Regions from separate parts of the Mus musculus genome. Here region 1 is linked to region 2. A link is a contact called in public Hi-C data. All regions are on one chromosome and are shown on one strand. Each heading gives the region's core, a stretch centred on a gene start, on an enhancer-like site or on the middle of the called end of the contact. The rest is flanking DNA. Distances are from core to core; before and after follow the strand shown. Region 1 has its middle 63 kb from the start of 1600027J07Rik. Region 2 holds the start of 1600027J07Rik (RIKEN cDNA 1600027J07 gene).

Region 1 (4,012 bases), core at 1,247-3,746, 62 kb before region 2:
GAGCTAAAGAGATCTGCAACCCTGTAGGTACAACATTATGAACTAACCAGTACCCCGGAGCTCTTGGCTCTAACTGCATATGTATCAAAAGATGGTCTAGTCGGCCATCACTGGAAAGAGAGGCCCATTGAACACGCAAACTTTATATGCCCCAGTACAGGGGAATGCCAGGGCCAAAAAATGGGAATGGGGGGGGTGTGGGGGACTTTTGGGATAGCATTGGAAATGTAATTGAGGAAAATATGTAATTAAAAAAAAAAAAAAGAAGTACACTTCTTAAGGGAGAGACAGATTCCAAAACAGAATGCTCCAAACAGGGAACATAGGACTATGGTTTAAGACCCAAGTTGTTTGAGGGTTTATTATTCTTGCAGACAAGCAAATCCACAAAATCTGTATATAAATTCTGATGACCAGGCATTTTAGCCAGCAGTTGACTCTTTAGCATATACACGCACACTCACAAAAATTTGTAAATATTTATTTTTGCTATTTGTACACACACACACACACACACACACACACACACTTAGAACTCTAGAGGTTTCCAAGGAGCTGTGTATTAGGAAGGAGTGATGGTAGAAGAGTAAATAGGGGTAGGGAGTGGGGAGATCACCAGACTCTGGGTTCTGGAACAGGGAGATGAGAGAGGGGCCCAATGAGGAGGCCACTCTAGATAGGTTCATGCCTGAAAACACTATGAGGGAGAAGACCTCTATCCAATGTAAGAATAGCACAAGGAAGATCCAAGTCCTCCCCTCCCCCAGTGACCAGCAGCAGCAAGAGTAATAGGCAGCGATGAGGAGGAGGTCATGGTGAGATCCTGGCCTGGCCTGCCACCAAGGGTCCTGCTGCAGGTAGGGTCTGTGTTGATATCTGTGGACAGAGTTATCACCAAAGGCCAAGCAGATGCCACCAGAAACCATGTGAATATCTGAAGGTGGTGCTGTCATGGGGGACATGCTCATCTGAGTGACCTGTACTGTCGCCCTAGGTCATAGGGACATCTGGGCTCATGTTGCTGCCGGGGACTATGTCTAGGTTTGTGACCCTACAGCAGTTGTGATCTATGTTGACGTCCCAGGCCTGTGTTACCACCAAAAGCCATGCAGATGTCCCTAGTCCAGACTGCTGCATGAGGCACCGTGCTGAGTTGGCTTTACCCCTTGCCTGGGTAGGATAATAGAGCTGCCCATGACAGCAGGGGAGCAGGTAAGCTAGCCTGAGAGTGTGAGTACTGGAGAGCTGGCCCTGCCCCTAGTCTGCCATCTTTCAGTGGCGTGGCTCGGGTGAGGGAGAGATGCCCTCCTTCCCACCATCCTTGTACAGCCTGTGCCAGGCAGGTGAGCTGGCACCAAAATCATGAGAGGATCAAAGCTGGCCTTGTGGCTCATGCATTCCAGCACTCAGTAGAGTGAGAACAGGCCCTGTACCCTCACCTCGGCAGCCCAGTAGAGCTGATCCTGGTGGTGGGGTTCAGGAAAGTAGTCCCTGTGGGCAAGAGTGCAGGAGAGTTGGCCTTGCCCCTGGTCTGCCATGGGATGGGGTGGGGTAGGTGAGGAAGAGATGCCCTCCTTCACAAAGCACACATGAGCTGGCCTTGAGGACATGAGAGCTGGAGAGTGGACTCTGCCCCTTGCCTTCTGTGGCACTGGGTGAGCTAGCCTGGGCAGCACTAGAGAAATTGTTCTGGTGGTAGTGGTACAGGAGAACTGGTGAGTTGGCAAATTCAGCTACCTCCCAGGCCCAGATCCAGAGCTTCAAGTTGACCCACCTCAACATCTACGCTATCTATGATCTGCTGGGATGGGGGAAAGGACTGGTCCTGCAGATCCAAAGCTGCAAGATCTTTATGACATAGGACATCAGCAGAGTATCTGAAAAGAGTCCCCATGAGGATAGAGTATTGATAGTGTAGCACAAGCTAGAGGCCTCTAAATAGATAGAAAAATGATTTATTGAAATGAACATTTGCAAATAAAGGTGTATGAACAAAAGGGTGTAGTGTGGGACATACTGTGACACACTGTAGCTTCCATGAGATTTTTCTTTGTATCTTATTTTGGGTGGGTACAAAGGAATGGGAAGATGAGTGAGATTGGGGTACATGATGTGAAATTTGCAAAAAAAAAATCATTAAAAATTAAAAAAAAAAAGAATAACACAAGGACAGCAAGAACCCAGACTCAAAAGTGGGAAAGGAGACTACACCAAGAGGGTAGTGGCAAAGAGGAGATGTGGACCAGTGACTGAAGAACAGAAGAAGCTCTATCAGCCAAAGGTCAATAGACTAGGAAAATCTCATCTCTTTGTATTAAGTCATGGCAGTCCCCCACCTATGCTAAGCTCTCATGAGGTTTAGCCATTAAATGCTGTGTGATTTTGAGATGGACGTGCATGTCTCTGGTTCTGTTTCTCACAGTTGTAGGTAGGGAAGGGGTTTGGACAGTTTGCAGTAATCTTTCCAGCATTAATATCTCTGTCTCTTATATGTGCCTTCTTTCTAGTTTCACCTGGAGTCTGCCCCTTCTTTGTTTTCCTAGCAAATATAAGCTGTCCTCCTGTTGACTTCTTCAATGCTGGCTTCATGACTACACCTTCACTGGCCCACAAGTCAACACCAGCCTTGACCAAAACATTCCATTCCAGGAGGAGAACTGAACGGATTGGAGGAAGAAGCAGAGATTAGAAACAACAGGCTTGCACATTCCGATTGTTCTTAACTTGATTTCAACTTTTGACCTGTAATGCTTTCCAGCTGTTTTGAACTCACACAGCCCATCTTGATTAGACTCACCCCCTAAGTGATGCAAACAGAGGAGACAGCTTCAGAGAGCCATCACCCCACCCAAATGAGTCTGGGGTTTGCAATTCTTGGATGGGTATGTGGATCTGGATCCCAGGCTTTGCATTCCCAGTACAGTCCTACAGGAGGGCTCAGGCAAGACAACCCCTCCAGCCCCTCCCCCCAAAAGATGACCTCTTTTACAGTCTGTTTTTACAGTGCAGAGTGGGAGCATCAGAATCCCTGCCCCTGTCAAAATAACATATCCCAGGTGGTGGGAGTTAACGGGAAGGCAGGCAGAGAGCTCTGCTTCCAAAGTACACATTGCCACAAATGAGAACCAACTGGAGTGAAGCTGGGCAGACGCAAAGGCAGAAAATTAAGCCCTGGGTTGGCTCTCTCTCTCTCCTTTACTCCCTTCCTTCCTTCTTTTCTTCCCCTCTCTCTCCTTTATTCCCTTCCTTCCTTCTTTTCTTCTTTACTTCCTTCCCTTCTTTCTCTTCCTTCTCTCCCTCCTCTGTCCTTCCATCCTACTTCCTTTCTTTCTTCTCTCCTTTTTTCCTTTTCTTCCTTCTTTTCCCTTCTTCCTTCCTCGCTCCTTCCCTCCCTCCCTTCCTCCTTCATTTCTTTCCTCTCTTGTGCTCTCTTCTTTTCCTCTATCTCCCTCTTTCCCTCCATCTTTCCTTCCTTTCTTTAATAGAAAATGCTACACCACACATGGTTTTTAAAAGACGACTTTCCTTACATGGGGAAAATGAACAACTGCAAGGAAGCTGCTCTCCCCAGGCTTGGGGGTGGGTCCTACATAGTGACATGCAATGTGACCTTCCATCCATCCAACAGGCCTGGGGGCCAGATGTCTGTGACTACACAAGTCAGAAGCTGAGCTAGAAGTACCTAAGCTTCGCAGAGTTTATCATTGCACTGGAGTAAACAGCCAACTCTATTTCTCCTTTTTATCACCGTGCCTTCAGGGAATCCTTTTGTGTTCAGTTTCTGTCCTAAGTGATCATGCTTTAGCTAGATTCCTTAGGAGAGACAATCCAGAGACTCAGAAATGTCATCAGAAGTTGGTTTTCCAAAGACGTTTTTCAGGGGGAATTAGAAGTTGCCACAGGCCTTAGATAGGAGACAGTAACCATCATGTGTGAAGCCAAGTGAAACACAGTATGGCGTTGGGGACATCATCCATCCATCCATCCATCCATCCATCCGGTGCATTCCTAT
Region 2 (3,953 bases), core at 1,157-3,656:
GAGAGAGAGAGAGAGAGAGAGAGAGAGAGAGAGAGAGAGAGAGAGAGAGAGAGAGAGAGAGAGTCTTTATATGGCGATACCTGTAGAGACCAGAAGAGGGCAACAATCTTCCTCAAGCTGCACTTCTGTAGTGAGAACTGATGTGGATGCTGTGAACCAAATACAGATCCTATGGAAGAATAGTAAGCACTGTTAACTGCTGAGCCACCTCACCAGCCTCAAGGCTCCAGTTCCTTCGAAGAAGCAACCGTGTTTCTACATCTGAAGACACAGGTGGAAGACATAGGTTCTCTTGAGAGCTTTTGCACAAAGCACAGGGATTAAGAAAGTGAGTCTGGAATCCTGATGCCCTTTAATGTAGATACAAATACATCAGAATGTGGTGTTTTTGGCAGAGGACCAGTGAGTTTTCCAGGTGCTGTTGAGTCTTTCCTGTGATCCTATGATGAGAAGGACATCACAGCTTCCCAGAGAGGAGAGTCCAGGGCTCCTTCTCCATTTGTATATTTATCTGGTCCATTTATTCCTCACTCAGTGCACCCTTTTCCACCTGGGAAACTTCTCAAAAGGAAAGAGAGGTGATGAGCAGGATGGTGGAGTTAACAACCACTGAAATTCTTCCCAGACTATTTACTATATTCTAACCATTGCATATGGGCATGACAGGACCAACACTGAATCTTCAAAGCATCTCAAGGTGAGGGGCATTGTCGTTATCTCCTAACAGGCAAGGGAATAGAGATTTACAGATCACCTTTCCCCCACTTTGGGTTTAGGGAGATAGGCATATCTGTTTCTCATGTAATTCTAGAAGCCCTATTTAGAATTTTAATTTGGTGGGCTGGAGCTGTGGTTTGGTTTACTACTCTTTCAGTGGACTCTAATTCAATTTCTATATCTGGTGACTCTCAACTGTCTGTAACTCCATGTTTAGGGGAGATGTGACACCTCTGGTGTCCATGACTACCTGCCCTTATATGTATATACCTTCTCTACTCCCACAAGCATACAATTAAAAAATATTAAACATAAGTATGAAAATATTTTATTTGTATTGCTGCAGAATAAGTGTTTCCAGATAGCTTATCTGACTCAGGGATCTGATATGAGAACTGGGGGTCACCTCAAGGAATTGGGGTAAGCCAGTAATAGTTGGGGACAGTTTTTGCAGTGAAGTAAAGACTAAGGGACTTTTGGGCAGGAAGAACAAATATTCTAGACAAATGCTAAAGCCTTGAATATTGCACTAAAATCATAGCTTTTATTCAAAATTCTCAATTTAAGGAGCTCTGGGGAGTGCAGGTAATAGTGGAGAGCAGTGATTTTCAGTAGAGCCACAAGTAAGACCCCTCTAGGCTAAAAGGGCAAGGATTGCAGCCAAATATTGAAGCCTGGGATAAAGGATTTGTCCAGCTTTTCCTACAGCCTTCTCAGCGTGGTTTGAAAAGTTGTAAACTCCATTGTGATGGCTTGGAATGGGATGGATTATTATTCCACAGTGAGAACAAGGAAAGCTCTAGAGGGATGATGGATGCAGCTTCGCAGAGCTCAGAGAAGCAGCCTGGGATAGAGCAGGGGCTTGGAGATGTGAAAGAAAAGCACGTCATAGGCAGACGAAAGCAGTCTTAAATCAGCAAGACCGAACTGTGTGTCCCAACTTGAGCTGCTACTATTGACCTTGGATGAATAACTATGTGTGATGAACAATTTTTTATTTTATAACAGGGATTACAATACTGGTCTGATGTGGCTACAAGGAAGATGCCTTGAAGATTCAGTGAGAAAAAAATATATAGGTTTTGATGTTTTTCTACTTATCTTCCTGGAAATAATCACTCTGACTGATAGAACCTAAAAACATAGCACAAGTATACTTAACTGTATTTAAGAGATCTCCTTTCAAAGACACCTAACTGATATCATTAACAACCTCCAGGCCTATCTAGGAAAATAAGTAAAAGATGCTAGGACGTGTCAAGGGTTAAATTGGTGTATGTATAACCATTAGAAATCCTTATATAGGGAATACCTGTTCAGTCATTATTCAGAGACCTAGGCCAGCATTGGGACACACCTAGATCCGATTGGGGTTGTAAAAGAAAAATACAGATAAACAGGTTAAATAGTAGCTTGTTAAACACACATACCCTTTTTTTGCAGGGAAGAGAGTGGGTGGCAGCTCCCAGGGGAAGAATGCGGGACCGTCTGCTGGCCAGTTCTTGGGTCAGAGTCCTGCTTTCCTGAGTATCTCACAGCTGCTGCCCCTGGGAGAAGCCATTTGTCAACTTTATACCTTTCTGCTTTATGGTCTGGTGACTTAATAGGATTCGACCTTCCCTGGATTCCATTTCAGTTGGGTCAGACACCACACTTCAAATTAAAACTCGGGCTCTGAGACAGGGCCTGAGAAGCTGCTGCTGCTGGTGCTGCTGGTGCTGCTGGTACTGCTGGTGTGTGTGTGTGTGTGTGTGTGTGTGTGTGTTTGTGTGTTCAGCGAGATCTGTGGCTTCAGATGACCTCCAAATTGGTGTTATCAATCCTTATACTCGTGCTACAACTCACCTGAGCCCTAAGTACCTCTCTCCCATCTTATCTTTCCTAGACACTGTTGTGAACCTCAAAGTGCAATGTGATTCTACCACCCACTTACCTACTGGAAGAAGCAATGGAATGGAGCTCACTGGGAGGGAATATTGGCAGTATATAAACTCCCTAAATGGACTTCAGAGAGAAAATGATCTTCAGCTAAGAGACCATTTGACAGAATACAAGGTAAGAGCACACATCTTGTTCTTTTCTGAAATCCCTTACCATCTTTTGGGGGTTTGCTTTTTATTCTTTGGGATGGGTTCTACTGTAACCAGATTGGCCTGGAACTTGCTATGTAGCCAAGGATGTCCTTGAATCCCTGATTTCCTTTCTTGGCCTCTCCATCTCCTATGTGATGGTGATACAGGTGTGCAACACCAATGCCTGGTCTTCTATGGTCATCTGAAAAGACAGAGAGTCAGCTGGGTGGTCCTGGAAGCTATAATCCAAACAGTGCTTACATCATAGTAACAAGCCCAGTGCTAGAGTGGGGTTACGGCTATCTCCACAGAGCAAGGCACATTTTCCAAGTGAGATGACAGGATTTTTAGCATTGACATGTTTTTCCACTTTTCTGTGGTTATCCTTGGAGGATCCAGCCTTATTTTTATTGTGCCGCTGAGAATTAAGGTGAGTCTCCGTGCCTGTTATAGAGACTGTGTAGACATGCCTTGCAGCTACCCTGGAGGTTAGCAAGGGCATGATAAGGAGGTTGCTGAGTTTTTACAGAGAAGATGGATCGGTATCAGATGGGTCACTGGCTGGTTCCATTCTGCAAAGTTCAGTCAGTCCGTGTCTTGCCGACATTTTCTCTCTTTTCTCTAGTAAGTTGGGATTGACGTTGTTTTCAAGGGATACTCTGAATTTACATATTAAAACATGGTAGGTTAGAGGAAAAAAACATTTCAATTCCTCTTCTTGTTTGTCAAGAAGAGGTATAATACACAGACATTTCTGTATGAAAAGCCTCCCTCTCTCTAAAGGCATGCTCCATTCTGTTCACAAGAACCATTGTGATGCCCTGGTCTTGTCTAGTTCATACAACAAATAGTGTGCATCTGGAAGAGGGGTGCAAGGGGTGGATGGGGTGGTTTCCACTCACACTAGTGCAGAATTATTTTGGGGCAAGAAGAAAGGTCACTCTCATACCATAAACACAAAGCACGTCAAACATTCATAACCGAGACACGCCTCAAATCCCCTCCCACCCCTGTTCCCTCATTACTGCAGAAGAAAAGAGATACAGCCACACAGGATAGCAAGAAACCCCAGCCATCACCACTAAGCTGTGGTCTTTCGGGAAGTGGCTTTGTTATGAAGTTCGATCGATGGGATTGATCCGAAGATGGGCTATTACTTTGCCA

Evidence for each region. Hi-C and Micro-C count contacts between places; a contact is called where the count stands out from the background.
Region 1: a Hi-C map of nephron progenitors shows a contact between it and region 2, with 2.6 times the contacts expected there. The contact joins the enhancer-like site here to the promoter of 1600027J07Rik in region 2. A contact is called at or near these places in 1 of 39 promoter capture datasets (the 3T3-L1 cell line) and 11 of 484 Hi-C or Micro-C datasets (the 3T3-L1 cell line, 3T3-L1-derived adipocytes, the C2C12 cell line and 5 more).

What each region holds. Positions count from the first base shown.
Region 1 is chr8:103,408,220-103,412,231 of GRCm38.p6, reverse strand. No RefSeq gene overlaps it. Among named protein-coding and RNA genes, the nearest start is that of 1600027J07Rik, 63 kb to the right of the region's middle. Within about 2 kb of position 2,496, at least 54 of the 459 cell types and tissues checked have an H3K27ac peak or open chromatin away from gene starts, as enhancers often do. A contact at or near this core is called in adipose-derived mesenchymal stem cells, nephron progenitors and uterus, where this site is marked.
Region 2 is chr8:103,345,987-103,349,939 of GRCm38.p6, reverse strand. 1600027J07Rik (RIKEN cDNA 1600027J07 gene) reads left to right here and starts at 2,406. Exons shown (of 3, transcript NR_036588.1): 1 at 2,406-2,441; 2 at 2,603-2,772.